Regions from separate parts of the Mus musculus genome. Here all the other regions are linked to region 3. A link is a contact called in public ChIA-PET and Micro-C data. All regions are on one chromosome and are shown on one strand. The core of a region is the stretch at or near the end of the contact, and the rest is flanking DNA. Distances in the headings are between cores, read along the strand shown.

Region 1 (2,700 bases), core at 46-2,545, 280 kb after region 3:
CTCACAGTCTTAATTACAAAGAGGCAACGTGAATAGGTTCATTAATGTGGTGAAGGAGCAGCGACCCTACCTGCCAAGTGGCAAGGTGGGAATAATTAATCTGGTCAATTAAAAGGAAATAGATAATTTAAAATGCAAAGGCATCCATGTGGCGCAATGCATTCTGCTCTCTGGAATTCCAGATTCCTGCCATCAATTCTACTCTTCTTCGTAATTTCCTTCATCTTTTGCTTTTGAAAAATGTGTCAGGCCACACTTGAATCAAATAGAAAACTCCTTCTGTTCTTAAAATTATGACCCGTTTCTGTCTTGTATTCTAAAATATTTATCCATTCTAGCATGTATTCTAGAAATGCACCCCCCACCCCGGGACTACTGAGTCCCCAGCCACACCACAGCAGTGGTCTCCCCCCCCCCCCCCCATCTTGTAGGGCTATTATAGTTTACTTTCCCTTCAAGATTGTTTGCCTATTTTTTTCTGCGGAATTTTCATACTTTAAAATTGCTAGAGTCTGAGCCACCCTGTCTGGCTTATCTAATCCCATTTATGATCCTATAACCTTGAAACTTGCCACAACCTGGCGTGCCAACAGCAGATCCTAAATACATAGGGTGGTGTGTTTGCTTTGTGGAACAGGAAATTAGTCAAACGGTTACTTTTCCGCAAATGTTCATAATTCCTCGTGACATTTACAAGCCCAGGAGTAGTGCTTAGACGCAAAAACAATTTCAGAACACCTCAGGGAGAAGCGAGCGGTTATCAACAGCAAGGCCGCTGCACTTTAGTGTTCGTAAGCGTCCATCAAGGGCTTGGCTGCAGCGCCAAGGAGAATCCACAGGTGCCAACTCTGCCGCCAGCCAGCATGGGTTAATGCGACCTTGCTGTGTGAAGTCCAAAGAGAAAAGAATGTATCAGTGTCTTAATCCTTCTCAGCTGGTGCAAGCCCAGGCCCGGGGCAGACGTTTATACCACTGCCTTTGTGATCACAGTAAAGCTTAAAAAAAAAAAAAAAAAGGGAGCAACATCTGGGGTTTTCAGTCCGCTCAAAGGAAGGCTTTTTATGGTGAGAATCTGAGTTGTTCCAGTCGCTAAAGAAGGGAAATTCTCATCTAAAAGAACAACAAAAACCCAACTCAAACGCTTTGGTGGTAAAGTACAAGGCGATAAGGTCTCTGTTTCCTAGGTGTTAGACTTGGCAAGCCAGACAGCGCCAGGGTGGAGTGGAGATTGCGCTGGCCGAGCTCAGACTCAGTGGTGCAGATTGTCGGCTCTGCAGGAGGCCCGCAGCGGCCATATGTGCGGAGCTGAGTGAGATGGGATAAACAGCTGCTGCCAGGAGTCTGACGCCTGGCAAGCAGGCTGGCCCAAGCCCTCCTGTTTCCAAAATCAAAATCACCAGAGGGATTCCCCTTCCTGCAGTTCCAGCCAGTAGTTTTATAAAACCATAAAGCACCGCTGTATTGTGGTTTGTAATAATCCCTTACATTTGTAAAGCATTTTACAGTTTACTAAGCACTTTACAGACGTTATTTCATTTGAGCCTTCTAACGGCCCTGGAGAGCAGCAAGGCGCAGACACAGCGATTGGCTATCCAAAGATGGAGAAAGGGAGTCCCAGACAAGGATGCCACGAACTGGGTGTGTCACTTTGGCCATTGTCTCCTCACATCTGACCTGGAGCTGCCCATGGATATGCGCTCCACCACCCTCCCCCTACCGCCCCCTTTTGGGAACTTGGAGGTCCAGGAAGTGATCGCAGCTAAAGTTATTGTGTGACTCCATTTGTTTTTCTTTTGTGTAAGCATCAGAGGCTCTGCCCTGGGTCTTTCCTTTTAAGACAGCAGGGGAAGGAAGAAAGTTGGAAGGAGCTAGCAAGGAGTCAAGAGGCGCGGGGCATGCTGGGTGCAGGATCCTAAGTGCAAGGGACTTCAGAGCTGCTGGGTTCTCAAGTCAGCACCGCACTGCAAAGATCAGCAGAGATGACCTTCGCACAGAGGAAATGATTCACTGTCCCTTTGTTCTCCAAGGCTGTCACCAAAGCACACTGCAGAGAAACAGGCCCTTGACCTGGAAATCTCTGGGCTTGCTCTCATGTGTCACCAGACTTACTGAAAAACTCCACAGGGACATGTACTGAGATTCCCCCCTGACCGGTGAACAAACGGAGTGTGAACCCAAGCTTGTTCAAGCCTCTGAGATGGAAGAAGGCATGGTAGACTCTGCAGCTCTTAGCTGCCATGACCCTTCCTAAAGCAATCAGGGGGCGAGGAACGCTACACATTTTGGCTTTAGTGTCTTTACATCAATTGATGCCAGCACAAGACTTGTACCAGGCAAAGTTAAGTAGGCGTGAGGATTTTTTTCAAGGCTGTTGCAGTTGGTGAGAGGCCAGAACTCAGTCTGGATTCAACTCTGCTGAAGCGGGGATAGGATTTTTAAGCAGTGGGGTGAGAAGGAGATTGAGCCGTCTGTTTGTTAAGTGGCTTCAGCCAAAGGAAGCCACCTTCTCATGTCTTCTCAACAGATGGTAGTCCCACTATTTTGATGCCAGGAAAGTTGGGCTCCCCTCCCCACACCACAGAATAGGGTACGGGGTTCAGATGTAAGAAGGATGGTCTCTCCTTTGATGATTGTGTTTCAAGCTGTCACGCCTATGTCCTTGAGAAGACATTCTTGGGTTATAAAAACAAGCAAGAGACT
Region 2 (2,700 bases), core at 105-2,604, 300 kb after region 3:
GAAAGCCTCTTCAGGAGCTGTCTGGCAAGTGATCATGGCATCCAAGAAGTCATAGAGATAGGGTGTGAGGAACTTGTAAGTTAAGTGGGCATTTTCTGCCAGGACATCAGCTGCCAGGTCAAAATACTCATATTTACAGTAGAGCAGCAGCAGGTTGCCAAAGGTCTCTGGGGGAAAGGGGTTCTGCTGGAGCAGAAACTGGAGCTTTTCAAAGCCCTCTGTGGGCTTGGCATCCATGTTCATCAGAGCCTGGTTGTGGAGGGTTACGGGGTCCAGCTCTTCCTCTGCTCTAGGAGGCATGTCAGTGAGAGTTTCTTGGGCTACCTCAAAGTTTCTCAGCTGATACTCTATGGCTGCCTTGAGGTTGAAAGCTTCAATCAGAGCAGTCTGGTGAAGGACTACAGTGTTGCCAACACTGCGAACATCAATGCCCTCCGTGGTCATGCCCACACCGAGTTCTGGGTGTTGACGGATGCCACGCTCAATGATGTCAGCGATATGCTTCAGAGCAGGCGCGTACTGCCGACTGCTGTAATAGGCCAATGCCAAGTTGTAGGAAAGGTCAGGCTGGTAGCCAGAAGCCTGCAGGGCCGCTAAGAACTTGGAGCAGGCAGCTTCATAGTGTCCCTCCTTGTAGAGCAGACAACCCATGTTGACCAAACCATCTGGGTCATTCTCCCCTCCACTGTCTTCTCCAGCTTCCCCACTCAGCAGCTGCTCCACCAGGCTCCTGGCTCCTGGGAGGTCACCTTCACTGTACTTGATAGCAGCCTGGAGACGAAGGACTCGAGTCTGATAGGCGGGGTTGTCCAGGAGGAAGGTGACCCTGGTGGCTTCTGGATACAGGCAGGCCTTGTACAGCGCCTGGGCCTGGTACAGGCGGTACTGCTCGAGTTCCGGGTGCATCTGGCTCAGCTGCTCATAGCACTCTGCAGCGAGCTCGAACTCCTGCAGGCGGTAGTAGCAGTAGGCCAGCAGCGACAGCCCTGCGCGGCTGCGGGAGCTTCTCTGCAGCTCTGCGCTTAGCAGCTGCACCGCCTCTGAGTAGCGGGAGTCGCGGATGAGCCTGTACACCACCGCTGTGAACTCACCGTCGGGAACTTTAGAGCTGCTTTGCCACGCCATAGCCGCCAAAATTGTAGCGCGTGCTAGTTTCCAAGGAAACTAGGTAACCGGAAACGGAAGTTCATCCAGCGGGTGGCGGTTAGGTCTGAGGTAGAAAGGATCTGTTCCGCATGACTAGGAACCGTTGACATAATCCCTGAATTTTTTTGTTTTGTCTTATAAGATTACAAACTGGGTTGGGACAGAAGTCGGAGAAGGGACAGAAACTTGTTGCAAGTAGTCCAGACATTATACTCCCGGTTTCTCCCGGCATGCAACATTGTTACTTCCCCAATGGGACGTATCCACTTTGCATTCTGGGAGTTGTAGTCTTATTTCACGAGTACTGAAATCTGGGGACTTGGCGTATTGTTTGTGTATTCAATTCAGATAGGAAAAGGTCATAAGACTTTTAGGCCGTTAGTAGGAGTTTTAGACTCCCTTTACTCGTTAGAACGAGTGAGCGTTGCTTGTTTTCTAGCTAGATAGTGTGACCTCTCTGTGGAAGAGCAGTAACCTGATTAGGGCCTGGGGTCCCTGGAGGTTTTTTGAGGCTTGTACTTTTTTTCCCTATTGTATATTTTGAAATCTGCTGAATTATCCGTTAGTGCCGAACTAAGTGTGTACTTCTTAATAGAATAGTACAGTGACCAAGCATTCTGCACCAAGTAGAAAATGATCTACAAATGGCGGGCATTTTGTTTGTTTGTTTGTTTTTGGGTTTTGAACGTCCGTTTATTAAGAATATAGTAAGCAAAGGTAAAATAGTAGGAAATAGCTGATAGAAACATCAGATCGATAATTCAATATAATCAAATTGAAGGCTTACAAATATTAGTTGAAATCAACTAGGGCAGCCATTGAAGAGGTTAGCTAGGATTCCCAATGAGAGTCCTAGGCAGATCAGAGTGTCTAGTTGGGTAACTGTGCTAAGTAAAATCACACAAGCCAAGGAGCAGATAGACAATAGCATCAAATCAGGCTTTCTCCAGAATCGACTAAAGCAGACCTTCTGAAAGAGTCATAGTTGAGTTCCTGACCCAGATTCTCAGCAGAAGCAGCTCTCTGTCACCTCCAAGATGGAGGTAGATAGTGTGATGGTGAGATGGCGGAAACTTTTTAAAATCTCAGTGACATATCTTTTCCAACAATGCCACATCTTCCCCAACAGTGCCACCAGCTGGGGACTAAGTGTTCAAACATCTGAACCTACGAGGGACATTCTCATTCAAACACTACAGAGGCTGAACCATGACAACCAAGAACTAGGTTCCATGAGAAACGGTGAATGGCAAATCATTCTATCTTCATGTCTCCAAGAAACTGTAAAGGCCTGCCAAATGAGGGCACCAAGTGTGTATGAGGAAAGATTGCTGTGTCCCTTTTTTTTTTTTCTATAGAAACAATCAAGTAAATTGGTGTGGGCAGTAGGCTTCTGACTTCCATGACTCAATTGCACTTTCAAACAGATATACAATGACTAGTGGGGTTGGGTATCCCCTAGTTCCTGGTATCACAAGGAAAAGGCTGAAGCAGGTATACATTTGCTCCTATCGTATAATCCTATCATATAACAGCCGATTTTATGTGCGTTCA
Region 3 (2,700 bases), core at 140-2,639:
GTCCCTGTTTGCTCTGGCCCAAGATTTATTTATTATTATACAGAAGTACACTGTCGCTGTCTTCAGATGTACCAAAAGAGGGCGTCAGATCTCATTATGGGTGGCTGTGAGTCACTATGTGGTTGCTGGGATTTGAACTTAGGAACTTCAGAAGAGCAGTCAGTGCTCTTACTGAGCCATCTTGCCAGCCCAAGAGCATGGCACACTTTATCTTTTGTAATTTTTTCTTCAGAGGTGATGACCAAACCCAGGGCCTTGCACTTGCTTCCCCCACCTCTCCCCCGCCTTTTTTTTTTTTTTTTAAAGATTTTTAAATTTACTTTATGTATATGAGTACACCATTGTTCTCTTCAGACACACCAGAAGGTGGCATCAGACCCCGTTACAGATGGTTGTGAACCACCTTGTGGTTGCTGGGAATTGAACACAGGACCTCTGGAAGAGCAGGCAGTGCTCTTAACTGCTAAGCCACCTCTCCAGCCCCCTTTTTTCCCTCTTTTTTTTTTTTGTTTTTTTAAAAATTCATGTCATGTATGAGTACACTGTAGTTGTCTTCAGACACACCAGAAGAAGGCATCAGATCCCATTGTAGATGGTTGTGAGCCACCATGTTGCTGGGAATTGAACTCAGGACCTCTGGAAGAGCAGCCAGTGCTCTTAACCTCTGAGCCATCTCTCCAGCCCCCCTTTTCCCACCTCTTAAGACAAAATTTCATACTGAAGCCCAAGATGGATTCGAGCTCACAGCAATCCTCCTGCCCCAGCTTTCCAAAGCTTGGATTACAAGTGTGTGTCACAATGACCTAGCTTCAGAGACTGGATGAGACTGTATGAAACAGTCAAAGCATTACCCTGGGAAGAAATACTGTACACAAGTCTGTTAACCCAAAGCACTGCCTGGGAGGCCCACAGCACAAGTGCTATTTTCTGCAATGAACAAAGCACTCAGCATTTCCTGTAAGGAACCCCGTGACTGGCGCATGACTTACACCACAAAGACCTATCCCCGAACCACTGCTTTGTGAAACCTGAACAGCATCTCAGAGGAAATGCTAGGGTGGAGCCCCTAACAAGCAAGAACAAGACAGCAGACAGCGGGGAAGAGAAGCATCTAAGGAGGACTAACACTGCTCTTGCCAAAGTTCTGAAAAGCAGCTAGCTGTCCGACCCTGACCGTGTGGGTCTCCCAGGAGGGAAGGCCACATAAACAGTCTGGGGGACGGGGGGACGACGACCCGAAAGCAGACAACAGCTAGCACAGCACTCCAACAGATATTTTCTTAGACTGGAAAAAGCTGCCCAAGGGTAGGTAACCTAAGTGCCAGGGTGAGCCTCGTGGTGTACGGGGCAAATGCTGCCTGCCACTTACGGATTCCTGAGTGTGCTCCAAGTTCCACTACAAACTTAGCTTACGCAAGAGACAGAAGGAAGCAGAATGTTGGACAATTCATGTTCTACCACCATCTGCTCCAACAAAAAGTTAGATTCAAAATGTGTAATAATTATTTGCTGTCTGGGTAATCCATCACAGGCCTCGTGGAAGGGTACAGTTTGACAACAAAGTCAGGGCATTTTGAAATAAACATCTCTGCACAAGGATAAACAGAGACCTTGAACACTGAAGCCATATTATATTTCAAGCCAGTCTTTGAACAAACATTTAGCAAAAGATTTTAAAATGATTCCCACCCTACAATAAAGTTCTTCAGTAAACTGAGACCTTGGCATATTATTGAAATTAAAAATTGTATCTTTTTTTTTTTTTTTTTTTTTTTGGTTTTTTTTCGAGACAGGGTTTCTCTGTATAGACCTGGCTGTCCTGGACCTCACTTTGTAGACCAGGCTGGCCTCGAACTCAGAAATCCACCTGCCTCTGACTCCCGAGTGCTGGGATTAAAGGCGTGCGCCACCACGCCCGGCAAAATTGTATCTTAAAGTACGGATTTTTATTACTTTTTATTGGGGTGGTAGCAGGAGGGGTGGGAACCAGACACATGTGCCACAGAGTATAAATAGAGGTCAGAGGGCAGCCTGCAGGAGCTGTTTCTCTCCCTCTACCATGTGTGTCTCAGGCACTAAGGCCATCATCAGGTTGGGAGCAGGCACCTTTACCCACTATGCCATCTTTCAACTACCACAAAAACAGTAGCTCAACAAGCCGCTAACAATAAGAAACTGTACTTGTCATTTAGCACAGAATAAAATGGGTCTTTACTCCTAACTCTATAGGAAAGCTTGTTCTCCCCCCACCCCCTTTTATTAGGGATCTCACTATGGAGGTCAGGCTGACCTCAGATGCATCCTCCTCCTCCTCACTCAAGCTCCCAAATGCTGGGGTTGCATAAGGTGTACGCACACCCCAAATACCCACCTTAGTTTACCCTTTGCTTCTCGGCATTCTCTTCTTCATGCACACATTCGTTACTAGAACATCGAGAGTGAAGAACACTTGGCTACAGTGCCCATCCTATATCTCCTATGATGCCCAGCTGAATATATATTATTCACCTAGAAAGTAAACCTGGTTTAGCTCCCCTGTCAACAGACAATGCCTAAGTATTTTTGAATAAAACCAGATAGAAAACAAGACTCATGTTCTACAGTCTGAAAGTCACCCAGGGGAGGGCTGGCAGCGTCTGTGAGTGCACTGAAGGAATGCCCAAACCTTAACAGTTGAATAACCAGCTGCATAATTAACCT

The links. A called contact is a pair of places that touch in the nucleus more often than the background predicts. ChIA-PET counts read pairs in DNA pulled down with a chosen protein or histone mark.
Region 1: a Micro-C map of embryonic stem cells shows a contact between it and region 3, with 5 times the contacts expected there. The contact joins two enhancer-like sites. A contact is called at or near these places in 8 of 39 promoter capture datasets (the 3T3-L1 cell line, cranial neural crest, embryonic stem cells and 4 more), 28 of 484 Hi-C or Micro-C datasets (Sertoli cells, Th1 cells, brown adipocytes and 8 more), 12 of 115 datasets of contacts at active chromatin or transcription factors (bone marrow-derived macrophages, embryonic stem cells and epiblast stem cells) and 2 of 9 other capture datasets (embryonic stem cells and liver).
Region 2: a contact with region 3 is called in an RNA polymerase II ChIA-PET map of effector CD8 T cells, with 16 read pairs. The contact joins the promoter of Ttc30a1 here to the enhancer-like site in region 3. A contact is called at or near these places in 4 of 39 promoter capture datasets (cranial neural crest, neural stem cells, pre-B cells and 1 more), 3 of 484 Hi-C or Micro-C datasets (cortical neurons and embryonic stem cells), 6 of 115 datasets of contacts at active chromatin or transcription factors (bone marrow-derived macrophages, effector CD8 T cells and embryonic stem cells) and 3 of 9 other capture datasets (adipose tissue, embryonic stem cells and liver).

The regions. Positions count from the first base shown.
Region 1 is chr2:75,958,751-75,961,450 of GRCm38.p6, forward strand. No RefSeq gene overlaps it. Among named protein-coding and RNA genes, the nearest start is that of Ttc30a2, 18 kb to the right of the region's middle. Within about 2 kb of position 1,296, at least 111 of the 459 cell types and tissues checked have an H3K27ac peak or open chromatin away from gene starts, as enhancers often do. A contact at or near this core is called in bone marrow-derived macrophages and embryonic stem cells, where this site is marked.
Region 2 is chr2:75,980,613-75,983,312 of GRCm38.p6, forward strand. Ttc30a1 (tetratricopeptide repeat domain 30A1) reads right to left here and starts at 1,355. Exons shown (of 1, transcript NM_030188.3): 1 at 1-1,355. The coding sequence starts at 1,125.
Region 3 is chr2:75,682,117-75,684,816 of GRCm38.p6, forward strand. All of the region lies in intron 1 of Nfe2l2 (nuclear factor, erythroid derived 2, like 2), which reads right to left. Among named protein-coding and RNA genes, the nearest start is that of Nfe2l2, 21 kb to the right of the region's middle. Within about 2 kb of position 1,390, at least 238 of the 459 cell types and tissues checked have an H3K27ac peak or open chromatin away from gene starts, as enhancers often do. A contact at or near this core is called in adipose tissue, bone marrow-derived macrophages, effector CD8 T cells and 4 more, where this site is marked.